Linked DNA regions of Mus musculus: region 1 is linked to region 2. Evidence: chromatin contacts called from public promoter capture Hi-C data. All regions are on one chromosome and are shown on one strand. Each heading gives the region's core, a stretch centred on a gene start, on an enhancer-like site or on the middle of the called end of the contact. The rest is flanking DNA. Distances are from core to core; before and after follow the strand shown.

Region 1 (6,458 bases), core at 982-3,481, 940 kb after region 2:
TACTGTGACTGACCCAGAGTCTCATTCTTCCTCATGCACAGCCATTTCGTTTGTTATTGTTTTGTTTTGATGTCTTGAGTCAAGGCCTTACTCTGACTTGGGCTGGCCTCAAACTTGCCAACCATTTCAGCCTTGTGAGCGTTATGCTCACCAGCCTGCACCATCGCTCATGCGCAGAGATGCTGGAGGGGCGGGTACTGCTGTCAGCACTCCTGGCCTGCTGTTCCTGTGCTCGGTGGCTTTAAAGAGACAGTCCTCGCAGGATTTTAGTTTAATGCACGAGCTGTCTCCACATATTTGTCTGTAAACAGCAGACTGGCAAAGTACTGTCTGTGTCTTGAGTGACCTTTCTGCCTGTGTGAAAGTTATCCTGCAACAAGCTGTCACACACACTAGGCTCATGCCTGGGCTGCCTGCCTGTGTCTGTGTTGACTGTGACTCAGATCTATGTTCCAAGGGTCAGATTTGAGGCAACTGAAGTGCATATGTGTGTGTATCTGTGTGCTTGCACTTGTGCAATACATGCATGTGACAGACAGACAGGGAGACAGACAGAGACAGAGAAAGAGAAATAGGGAATTTTGAGTGTGGGGCCTCATGAATGCTGGGGCATTGGCACATTTTTCAGCTGTATATACTGCCTGGTGGGTCAGATCTGATGCAGAAGGTCAGCTGAGTGATGAGTCTGCACCACAGGGTCAGGGCTGGTGCTCAGGCATTGAAGGCTATTTGCTAACACTCTGGTTTTCTGCCCACAGCATCTGTTCCTGGCATTTCCAAGGATTGTCTTCCTACTGGGCTTTGTCATCGTTTTGAGCATGCTCCTGGCTGGCTACTTGTGCTTTGCTCTGTACCTGGCTGCCACCAACCAGACCACAAATGAATGGTATAAAGGCGACTGGGCCTGGTGCCAGCGCTGGCCTCTGGTGGCTTGGTCCCCATCAGCTGAGCCCCGGATCCACCAGAACATTCACTCCCACGGGTTTAGGAGCAACCTTCGAGAGATCTTTCTACCTGCTACCCCCAGTTACAAGAAAAAGGAGAAATAGAGCGGAAGTGCCCTGCCTTTTAAATACAGTGCACACCTATTTGTACACATGGATATTTGTTTTCTCATCATTGTCTGTGTTGGTTTCTGCTGTGTGGGCGTGAGTGGGCTTTAGTGGGGAAAAAGAGATGGGAAGCTAGGCTTGCTGAGTTCTCGTGTCTCCCAGGGCAGATTTCCCTCCTGCCTATATTCTGCTAGATCCAGTAACTTCTGAGGTCCTAGTGTGAGAAGGGTCAAGAGATGTCCAAGGCTCTGGGTGACAAGGAGGCCTTTGCCTCTTTCACTGCACCCTTGGGCGCCTGAACTAGGACCATAAAGTCTGTTCCCTGATGTACAAGAGAGTCTCTGGGCTGTGCCCAGCTGCACTCTCTCCCTGGTCTGTTCTTTCCCAGGCAGGGGCCCTTTATCATCTTAACTAAATCCTCTCAGCCATAGGCCTCTTAGTCATTGTATTTGTGAGCCACACGCAAGACTTTTCCATTCTGTTTAAAATCTCTACTCCCCGATGGGCGGTGGTGGTGCACACCTTTGATCACAGTACTCAGGAGGCAGAGGAACGTGGATCTCTGAGTTTGAGACCAGCCTGGTCTACACAGTGAGTTACAGGACAGCCAGGGTTACACTGAGTACCCCTGACTCGAAAAACCAAAAGAAAAAAAAAAATCTCCAGTCTTCATTAACAGCTAGTTTAGTATAAATTGTAAATAAACCATCGCCCATAGATTGTATAGAAATCTTGAGCTGGGGAGTGGGAGTGTTGTAGGGTGGGAGGGTTTTCAGGAACAGGGAGCACGTGGGCTAAACCTTGTACTAAGATTCCCATAGTCCTCCTGGGCTGGGCTAGAGCATAGCAGTTAAGAGGGTCCAGGAGTCAGGAGAGAATTTGGAAACACTGACCCTGGAACAGAAGGATCAGGGCGTGGGGGTGCTTACAAGCATCATTTGTCCTAGTAGTCGCCCCACTCCCGGGGGCGATCAGAGCACGTCCTGGTTGGAGGGGAGCATGAGAAGGCTTGGGTGCGTGGTGCCGGCTCAGAACACCTCCGAGTGTCTGATAATCAAACACCTCTGAAGCCGGAGAAACTCTTGCGAAGACGGCGGGGCGGGGCCTCGTGCTTGCCCGTGCGGGCTTCACCGCCAGGGGGCGCCCACGAGAGCGCGCGGCCGCAGCCCGAGCTTGGCCCCTGCGGGCCGCCGTCGCCATTCAGCCGCCGGTTCGGCCGAGCGGCGTCGGCTCCCGCGGCTCTGGGCGGCGCCGCAGTCGGACCCCAGGATACTCGCTGGCCCGTGGCGGCGGCGGCAGCGGCGACGATGGTCCCCTGAGCGGGTTGGCGCCTGTTAGAGGCGGGCGGGCGCCGCGACCCTGCCCGCGTCGGGGCCCAGGCCGGTCGCGCCTCTTTGTCTCCGGGCGGAAGTAGGACTCGCGGCGGGGACAGGGCGGCCGCACCATGAGCGACATCCGCCACTCGCTGCTGCGGCGCGACGCGCTGAGCGCCGCCAAGGAGGTGCTGTACCACCTGGACATCTACTTCAGCAGCCAGCTGCAGAGCGCGCCGTTGCCCATCGTGGACAAGGGCTCCGTGGAGCTGCTGGAGGAGTTCGTGTTCCAAGTGCCCAAGGAGCGCGGCGCGCAGCCCAAGGTGCCCGCCCCGGCCGTGCCCTCGCTCGGTGACAGGAGCTCGCCCCGAGGTCTCGCTCCTCTTTCCGCTCCCCCGGCCTTGCAGTCCAGCGGCGTTGCTCAGCCGCGTGCCCGTTTCGCAGGCGTGTGACAGTCGCCCACCAATGAATGATCCGGGGTGGTGGCTTTGTGAACTGGCTACTTAACATCCCTCTGGGATGTCGCTTAACTAGATGCAGGGTTTTTTCCTTTGCTTATTCATAGAGTTAAGCCCCCCCGGGCTTAGGCTTCTGAAGGGTGAAAAAAATACACCCTGGGAAAAAGAATAGATCTGTTTTCCTTTTTCAAACACTGTCTTTCTGTGTACCATGTATCTCGGGCCAGCCTGAAACTCATTATCGGCTAGACTCAGCCTCGTGTGCGCTGGGATTCTAAGCATCCACTTCCCTAATCTCTTAGGGTGGGAGCTAAGGGGCAGGTGGAGGCCCTCTTCTCACAGCTTCTCTTCCGGGTTTGTTTTTACAGAGACTGAATTCCCTCCAGGAGCTCCAGCTTCTTGAAATCATGTGCAGTTACTTCCAGGAGCAAAGCAAGGACTCTGTGCGGCAGATCATTTTCTCCTCCCTTTTCAGCCCCCAAGGGAACAAAGCCGACGACAGCCGAATGAGCTTGTTGGGAAAGCTGGTCTCCATGGCCGTGGCCGTGTGTCGGATCCCCGTGTTGGAATGTGCGGCCTCCTGGCTCCAGGTACTGCTCTCGAAATAGCGTCTCCCACAGTCTCCGTAGACAGGATAACAAGAGTTTGGATGTTCGTAGAGGTCTTTTACACGTGCGTGATGTCATCGATCATCCCTGCCTGGGTGCTACACCCAGTCCCGTTTTTTTTATGGAGCAAACATTTTTTTTGTTTCTTTGATTGACTTTTTTTTTTTGAAAAAAGAATTTGGTATGTAGCCCAAGCTGAATTCAACCCTCATGACCCTTCTACCTGAGTCTCTTGAGGATTATAGGGTCCACGTGTCTGGCTCTGGAATTGTAGCCTTCTTGTACACAAAGTAGTAAAATTAGGATTTGTTTCATTTTGAAACAGGTTCTGATTATGTAGCCTGGGCTGTCCTGGATCTCAAAATGTAGACCAGGCTGGCCTTGAACTCAACCCAGACCAGGTGTCTCTGCCTCCCTAGCATTTGCTATTAAAGGTGTATGCCATCACACCCAGCTTACTTTTAGTATTACTGTGCATGTGTGATGTGTGTGTGGTTGCCTGTGCCACAGCACATCTGGAGAGGCCTGAGGACAGCTGTGTGAAGTCGGGTCACTACTGTCACCTTTTTTTGAGACAGGGTTTCTCTGTGTAGCACTGGCTGTCCTGTAACTCACTGTGTAGACCAGGCTGGCCTTGAACTCAGTAATCCGCCTGCCTCTGCCTCCCGAGTGCTGGGATTAAAGGTATGCGCCACCGCCACCTGGCTTCCTTGGCTCCTTTTCATCTTAAATTTGTAAAATTATTTGTTAATGTGGAACTGTTTTGCGTGGGGATGTTGTGTCTGTGTACCACCTGTATGCTGCTGCTCACACTGTGGAGGCTGGAAGCGGAGCGGGCTTTCGATCCCTGCAACTAGAGTTACAAATGGTTGTGAGCCACCATGTGGGTGCTAGGAATCGAATTTGGGTCCTCTGGGAGAGCAGCCAGTGCCCCTAACTACTGAGCTGCCTGTCTAGCCCCCTACTTCTTTTGTCCTTATGCTGTTACAGAGCTTTCTCTCAGGTTGTCGGGCTTGCAAGGCAAGAGCTTAACTGGCTGAATCCTCCACCATCCCCCACCATCCCCCACCATCCCCCACCATCCTCCACCATCCCCCACCAACCATCCCCCACCATCCTCCCAGTTTGCGTCTTACTGTATGGCCTCGATTGGCATGGAATTCACTCTGTAGACCAGGCTGGCCTCTAACTCACAAAGATTTGCCATCCTTGGCCTCCCCAGATTAAAGGTGTGTGACACCACACCCAGCCTTAAATTAATTTTTTGATAAACAAAACAAAAAGGCCTCATCTTCAGAATAAATGGAAAATCTATTTCTCAGGCAAAATGATTGGATTTTTAAAACAGTATGCGGAGGGAAGGAGAGATGGCTTAGGAGTTAAGAGACTTGTTCACACAAAGGACCCAAATCCAGTTCTTAGAGCACCCATATCCTGCTCCCAAGTGCCTATAACTCCAGCTCCCGGGAATCCCTTCCCCCTGTTCTCCTTGAATGCCTTTACGCACATGTATGGGTCTACTCAAACAGACACACGGGGCTACACACCATGAAAAGTAAAATCTTAAGAAAAACAAGTTTAACTATGTAGCTTAGGCCAGCCTACAACCTCCTAATCCTTTTGCCCCAGGCTTCCTAGTGCTGAGACCGAGCCTTGAGCCACCACACCCAGCTGTAGCAAACTTTTTTTTTTTTGTTTGTTTGTTTTTGTTTTTTTGAGACAGGGTTTCTCTGAGTAGCCCTGGCTGTCCTGGAACTCAAGAGATCCGCCTGCCTCTGCCTCCCAAGTGCTGGGATCAAAGGCGTGCGCCACCACTGCTGGGCTTGTGGCAAACATTTCATCATGTGATAATTCACAAACTCTTCCAAACCTCACAGTGGTAGTAATGGGTAGTTTTGATGTATGGTGTCCTTCAGAAATTGTCATTTCCTCGGCAAAGTCACCTTTCAACCGAGACAGGCAGATTTATGTAACTATTCCACCTTTGTAGTGGGCATGGTCCTTCTTGCAAGAACGCACTTCTGCCCTCTAGTGCTGGAGTGTGGGATAGCAGGCTGATTAGCTTGGCCGCCCCTGTGGAGCTGTGCTCCCCTGTGGCTGGGAAGTGGTGGTAGACTGGTGCCATGGGCTTTAGATGATGAGACCCTACCCCAAGGGGCTCTGTTAGCAGGTCTCCCCGCCCCGAAGTGGCTCCACCCACGTGGGTGGTCTTCACTCTTTACACGCAGCTGTCACCTGCCAGCTCAGGGTTCCTCAGTGACTTGGACTGTGGCTTCTTCCCAGCGGACGCCCGTGGTCTACTGCGTGAGGCTTGCCAGAGTGCTTGTGGAGGACTACTGCTGTCTGGTGCCGGGCTCCGTTCAGACACTGAAGCAGATCTTTAGTGCCAGTCCTCGTTTCTGCTGCCAGTTCATAACGTCCGTGACCGCCCTCTACGACCTGTCATCAGGTGAGTGTCCGAGCAGCTTCTGGTGGACACCAGCTTTGTGTATTTCTTTCTTGCTGTGCTGGGGGTAGAACCCAGAGTTTCGAGCATGCTGGACAAGCATTCTGCCCTGGAATACCTCATGCCCCAGTGACTACATTGGCTTTTGTTTTATTTTGTGGTTTGTGTCTGGGGGGCGGGTGTCACGTGTGCAGTGCCCACAGAGGCACTTGGAGCTAGAGTTACACATGGTCCAAATGTGAGAACTGAACTCAATGTAAGAGCAGCGAGTGCTCTTACCCACTGTCCAGACCCTTGCCACTGACTTTTTTAACTGCAACGTATGCATCGTTACTGTGGGGCTAAACCTAGCCTTACAGCATCTCAGTCTTTACCACTTGCTAAAAGCGGCTTTGTTCAATTCTTCGCAGTTTGGGTCTGAATGTCGGAAATAAGAGCGTAGGAAACCAGGTACAGGTACTTTTCCGTAGACATGTGACTGCCTCTCCACAAGATTTATTCTTAATTATGTGCATGGGGGGCGGGGGTATGACAGGTACCTGTGGGTGCCCAAGAAAGCCAGAATTGAGTGTCAGGGCCCT
Region 2 (6,295 bases), core at 1,132-3,631:
TCCCTCCGGGGGCACGGCCTCACCTGCCCTGCATCTAGGGACAACCCACAGCCGCTGGAATGCACACACCCGCCTCAGAGACCCAGGACCTTCACGGACACAGGACTGCTGGAGGTGGGGCACGGAAGCCTGGGGGGCCTGAGAGAAGCCCCATCCACTGGGGGTGAGAGAACTGCTTCTTGCAAATGTCTATAAAAGGAACCGGAGTCAGGCTGCTTAACTCCGACTCAGACAGAATGGCAACGTGACAAGCGACACCGGCCTCTTATGCCAAGTCTCACTCAGAGGGAATCACAGACGTGTGACTTGGACAAATTCCTGCCAAGCCACTAGGGAAAGACAGGACAGGGCCCGGCAGGCCACATCTGGAAGGGAGAAAGCTTAGTCACATGAGAAGTGTCCTCTCTTTCAGACCTAACATACCAGGCAGGGGAGGGCTCAGATGTTTACAGGGGAACACCTTTGCCCCAACCCCAAAAACAGACACACTCTTTCCCTAAACCAAAGGCAAAGCTGGCCCCCCTCCTGTGCTGCTCTCCTGGAGAGGGAGCCCCCCCACCCCCCAACATCCTGCATGCCTGCTTTTGTACTGATCAGCCTTGAAAAGCCAGGGGCTAGCAGCAGAGGGCACTGTGAACACACCTGCAGGGATCCAGGTGTGCATAACAGCCTGGGGGGGTGGGGGGGGTGAAGAGTGGTCACTACTTCAAGGATCAGGTACCCTCAAACCTGTCCTCGGAGGACCCAGGTTCCTTAATACTGGACGCCTCCATCCACAGGCTGCAACACAAGAGCCCAAGACCTTCCTGTGAGGGCAGTGGCACAGCCTGACCTTGTCCCAGATTCTACAGGACTGAAGAGCCCATGAGCAGAAGCCACAAGCCTACAAAACAACTCACTTCCCAGGGAAAGTCTCAGAGAAAGTGTTCTCCACCAGCAGCAGTCCAGACTGCAGTGGGACACTCCACAGTCTAGGATTTTGACTGCCTTGGCCCCAGACTATAGCAGCCATACTGCCCTGCTGTCCGTCCCCCCACACCCCAACCCCCAAGTTCAGGGGTCTGGTCCAAGAAGAGCCTCATGGGAACACTCCTGTCCACTGGGGGAGAGGAAAAAAAACAGAAACAAACCCAGCTGACTGTGGTAGGGCCAGGATCTGGTTGCTGGAACAAGCAGACATGAAATCCTAGTGAGCCCCCTGCACTGCTATGCCTCTCCCCACCTTCCTGCCTGCTTGCCACCTACCCCTATGAGACCTCTCCTTAAATCTGAGAGTTCAGCTAATATTTGTCCCATCCTCAGGGCTCTGAGAATTCCCATGCAGGGACTAGCCTCAAGGCCACACAGGAAGTCTCCCACCTCCATACAACTAACCCCCTTCTGTTCCCAGTGGCTCTCTCTCTGCACAGGAGACCCTATACTAATCCCCTTGGCTCAACAAGCTAGGACCACCTCCCAGTCTATGCTCCCTCTTTGGTGTGCCTCAAGCCCTCAGGTGGAAAGCTTGCAGAGAGAGAGGCGGCCAGCAAGACCAAGCTATCAGAGAGCCACCCCATCTACAGCTAGAGGAAGCAGCTGAGTCCCACTCCTCTCCCCTGCACCAGCTCCAAAAGCCAAGTCACTTGGGTCCCTGAAGGAGGACTCTAACTAACTGGCCTTCAGCCTTCTTCCCCCAAGCACATGATCAACCGAGGGTCCAGTGTCTTCCACCCTCAGTCATCTCTTGTGAGGCCACTCGCAAGTTTCCAAAATCATTAACTTCCTTATGGCTCCACTCTGCGCCTCTGACACACACTTTTGAAACGAAAGCTAAGTCCAAACAAGGGTTTCTTAATTCCATCTCAGAGACTTGGAACTTCCCCCTGCCAGACAAAGGCTGAAACCCTGCCCTGCACGAGCTGTACCTGGCCCATCCCCGGGTGAGTGGCCAAGTCCAACTTGGAAGCCGAATCCTCAAAGCCTGCCTAGAATGAGCCTGGCTGCATCTCTCACCTTCCATAAAGTCCCCACAAAGTTTCTGTCAGCTCCAGTTTGAGGGTAAAACAGCCACAACAACAAAACCACTCCAGCCCGGAACAAAGAAGCACGGGGTTTCCTCCTGGGCCAGCTAGTGGCCAGGAGTTGTTAAGCCCTGGTCGTCATTCTGCACCCTCACAGCCTTTGCTCTCTGCTGGCCACTTGGATCTCCTAAGTCCTTTGGCATACTGGCCTGCGGACTCAAGTCCCAATATCTCCTTAGTACTGGACACACTTGCGGAAACTGGAGGAAAAAAACCTAACAAAACAAACCCTGATTCGCTGCGGATCTCCAGTACTAGGGAGGAAAGACCATCAGTCTCCATTGTTAACATTCCTGCGTCCCACGCACTCCGGGTGCCATGCCTCCCAAATGCACTCAACTCCCCACAGAAAAGGGAACCCATCCTTCTGCCGCATAAAGTAAATTCAGAGCCAGGGGTGAGTGACCCCACCTTCTCCCACTGCAGTCCCTCCCCTGCGGGACTTCCCTCTGAGACAGGAGCCGGGCTGTGACCCCACCCCATCCCACCCCCGCTGGCCTTTTGCAAGATTCCGGCACGTGCGTTCTCCGCCGCCACCCCCCACCCCCAGGCTAGAGACTTACCTGCAGACCGGGCAGCCTCCGACCACGACGATGGAGTTGGCAGGATACCGGGTGACCGTTCGACTGTGGATGTTATAGACCCGGGGGTGGCTGGTGGGGATCCCTGTGGGAGCGGAGTGCTGATCAGCCCCGGGCGACTCGGCCCTCCTCCTCTCCTCCCTCCCTCCCCCTTAGCCCCCGTCCTCCCCGCCTCCAACGGGGCTGAGCGCGCCTGCGGGTGGGCTCTAGAAGCCAAGTGTGAACCCTCCGACACTAAGTTCACGGCCACCGGGGCAGGGCCTGGCCGGGCAGGGCGCTCCGGGTAGCAGCTGCCCCCCCGGCAGGCCCGCGCCGGGGACAGCGCGGTGCTTGGCCCGGAGGCCGTTCGGGGACCCCGAAGAGCTGCGGGCCCACCTGTGACGAGGTAGGGGTAGGGCGGCGGCGGGGGCGCGGTGGGGATGGCCCCGTAGCCGTGCGGGCCGCACGCGTAGTCGCCCTGGCCGGCCTCCAGGTTGTAGGCGGGCGGGCGCTCCTGCAACAGGGGCTTGTGGTCCATCGCGGCCCCCGGGGCCGCGCGCCCGCCAGCTCCGGCCCGGCTCGCTTCCTTCGGCCCGGCGGGGATGGCGGCGGTAGCGGCGACGGCGGTGTCCCGGGCAGCTCGGCCCAGTGAGGCGCGCGCCGGGCGGGGCGGGCGCGCCAAGGGTTCCCCGCCCTCCCGCCGGTCACAAGATCGGGGTCACGTGGGCGGGGCGGGGCGGGGCTGTGGGCGGGGTTTGGGCGAGGGCGTCTTAAAGACGCCTCAGCGGCTGCCGCTGGCGGGGTGTTGTCCTCGTTCAGTCCCGCCCCACAATGGATCTTGGACTTCCAGAGAAGTTCTGACTCCCGGCCACGGCCGGAGACCCAACAAGATCCTGGCCTCCTTTAGCTTTTGCTTTTTTTCTAAAAATAATAATAATAATGTTTGTTACAATTATTTGGGGGGAGGGTGTGTTTATATGAGTGGGCACGCATTTGGAAGCCAGAGAATAAATAACTTTCGAGAGTGGGTTCCTGCTTTCCACCATATGGGTCCTGAGATAGATTGGTTGACAGATTCTGCAGCAGGCGCCTCCACCGTTTTTCTGTGTTTGTTTGTTTGTTTTGGACCTAGGCTCATGTAGCCCAAGCTGGCCTGGAACTCTTAACCCTCTCACCTTTACCTCCTAAACTATGGACTTCGTTGCCCCTCCACGCCCAAATCCTCCCCTTGCCCAACCCAGCACCCGGGTCACCACCCACAGGGAGGGACCAGGCGAGCCCCTCCCAATCACTGCCCACACATCCTTGGGTGTAGGAAGGAAAACAACTGAGTACGCTCACCCACTGAAGCCTACTCAACTGCTGAGCCTTCCTCCTCCTCCTCTTTTGATTAATTTTCGCTTTCAGGGGCTGTGGCCACTAATTAGAAATAACTGCCCTGCTTGGGAGAACCCTAAACTCTAAGCACCTGCGGCGCTTCCTTCAGGTTCTCCAACTTTTTTTTAGCAGCCTGACCGCAAACTTGCTGAGTGTACAGCATGGCGATGTGGCTCCCTAGGAGAGGACCATGGTCTGACACAGGCCCATGCAGTCTCTGCATAGCTACTGCCATGCCGCTAGCCCAAGTATCGCCTGGCATGAGTTTACCTAACACACGTGAAGCCGTGGGTTCCGGCACGTGACTCTCACCCCAGTGCTTGGGAAATGATTCAAGAGAATCAGGTCCACTACTACACAGCAAGTTCAAGGCCAGCCTCAGCTACATGAGACCATGTCTCCAAAAACCAAGCAAGGAAAAAGAAATGTTGGAACAGTGAGAATCCTTCCCAATTGTTGCCTATGTATTTCCAGGGTCTTGTGTGTGTGTGTGTGTGTGTGTGTGTGTGTGTCCATCCGTCCATCTGGTGGCACTCTGAAGGAGAATTAGGAGTTCAGAGCCAGTCTGGGTAACATTTTGAGACTCTACCTCAAAAGATACCCAGTGAGGTTGTATGTGTAGCTCAGTTCATAGAGCAGTCACCCAGCGTGCCTGAAGCCCCAGGACCCATCCCAGCATTGCATTAACTGGGCATGGTGGCTCAAGCCTGTAATCCCAGCACTCTAGAGGTGGAGACAGAAGCCTCCAAAGTGAAAGGTCGGGCTGGAGAGATGGCTCAGCAGTTAAGAGCACTAGCTGCTCTTCCAGAGGTCCTGAATTCAATTCCCAGCAACCACATGGTAGCTCACAACCATCCGTAATGAGATCTGATGCCCTCTTCAGGTGTCTTCTAAAGACAGCTACAGTGTACTGTCATATACATACATAAGTCTTTAAAAATAAATTCAAGATCATCCGTGGCTTAACAGCAAGATCCACTGCATCTCAACAACAGCATACAAACCTGGCTAATGGGGACTGGCTTTGAAGGAAGCAGGGGTGACTCCCCTGGAGTGACAGAACCCAAAGGCTTGAGCAGCATGAAGTAGAAGCCCCTCTCCAGGGAAGCCTGGGCTGCACCACCAAGCCTTATCACCGCAAAGAAGTGGATTCATCTCAGGTGGCTCACCAGCACCTCAGGTGGTGAGTCTGTCTCACTGAAGAAAAAAAAAAAAAAAAAAAAAAAAACATCTGGGGCTGGAGAGATGGCTCAGCGGTTAAGAGCACTGACTGTTCGTCCAGAGGTCCTGAGTTCAATTCCCAGCAACCACATGGTGGCTCACAACCATCTGTAATGGGATCCAATGCCCTGTTCTGGTGTGTCTGAAGACAGAGACAGTGTATTCACATTTAAAAAAAATAAAAGTCTAAAGATGGATGGATGGACAGGTGGATGGATGGACAGGTGGGTGGACAGGTGGGTGGGTGGAGGAGGAGGGAGGTGCTTCTGGGTCAGTCAGTAAGGCGAGGATTTGTGTTTGTATCCTAACAACCACATAAAAGCCAGCTAAGGCGGTGTGCACCTCTGATCCCAGTGCTGGAGAGGCCGAGAAAGATCCCTGCAGCTCACTGGCCAGCCAGCATGGCCAAATGAATGAGACCCAGGTTTAACCAGAGACCGTCTCTTAAATAATAAAATGGAGAGCATCTGTCCGCCACACTGACACACACACACACACATATGCCTGTGCAAGAGCAAACATGTACATACACACACACACATATGCCACATACACACACACACAAAGTAAGAAAATGAACCAGTTGGCCATGAGGAGATGGAAGGAACAGCTCAGGATGGTTTGCTTGCTTAAGGTGGACAAACAACAGATTATTTGTGGATGAGGGGTAAAAGGCTAGGGTCCTGCACAGAGCAGGAACAGTGTCCTGTAGGGTTGGACTGGTCACCTACTGAAAGGGAGCACAAAAGTGGTAGGACAGAGGTTGCTCCCTCCTCTTCCCCTCACCCTCCTCCCTCACCCTCCTCCCTCCTACCCGGTGTGTCCTGTCTGAGCCTTCCGCCCTGAGCTACATCCCCAGCACGGGAGCTTGGAGCTTCGACTTGACTGTTGCTAATTGCTCCATGAAGTTGGGAGCAAAGCCAGCCTCTGAGTCTGAGCCCAGAAGAGGAAGTCTAAGAAATAGATGGTTCTGGGATTCCCCCGGAATTGGGGTTTGAGCAGATGCAGATAAGAGGAAGAGTTAGAGTGTGACCATGGAGTCCTAAATGTTCCGTCTGCCCCTTTCCAGGCTGATGA

The links. Promoter capture Hi-C pulls out the DNA fragments that hold promoters and counts their contacts.
Region 1: a contact with region 2 is called in a promoter capture Hi-C map of liver, with 3 times the contacts expected there. The contact joins the promoter of E130309D02Rik here to the promoter of 2900089D17Rik in region 2. A contact is called at or near these places in 3 of 39 promoter capture datasets (erythroid cells, liver and pre-B cells).

Annotation. Positions count from the first base shown.
Region 1 is chr5:143,311,133-143,317,590 of GRCm38.p6, reverse strand. E130309D02Rik (RIKEN cDNA E130309D02 gene) reads left to right here and starts at 2,231. Exons shown (of 6, transcript NM_172726.4): 1 at 2,231-2,688; 2 at 3,192-3,413; 3 at 5,715-5,880. The coding sequence starts at 2,497. It overlaps Zdhhc4 (zinc finger, DHHC domain containing 4), which reads left to right. Exons shown (of 8, transcript NM_028379.5): 8 at 759-1,102. The coding sequence ends at 1,049.
Region 2 is chr5:144,252,241-144,258,535 of GRCm38.p6, reverse strand. 2900089D17Rik (a long non-coding RNA gene) reads left to right here and starts at 2,381. Exons shown (of 3, transcript XR_868683.3): 1 at 2,381-2,457. Bri3 (brain protein I3) reads right to left here and starts at 3,311. Exons shown (of 3, transcript NM_018772.4): 1 at 3,017-3,311; 2 at 2,624-2,726. The coding sequence starts at 3,158. Gm38675 (a long non-coding RNA gene) reads right to left here and starts at 55. Exons shown (of 2, transcript XR_868679.3): 1 at 1-55.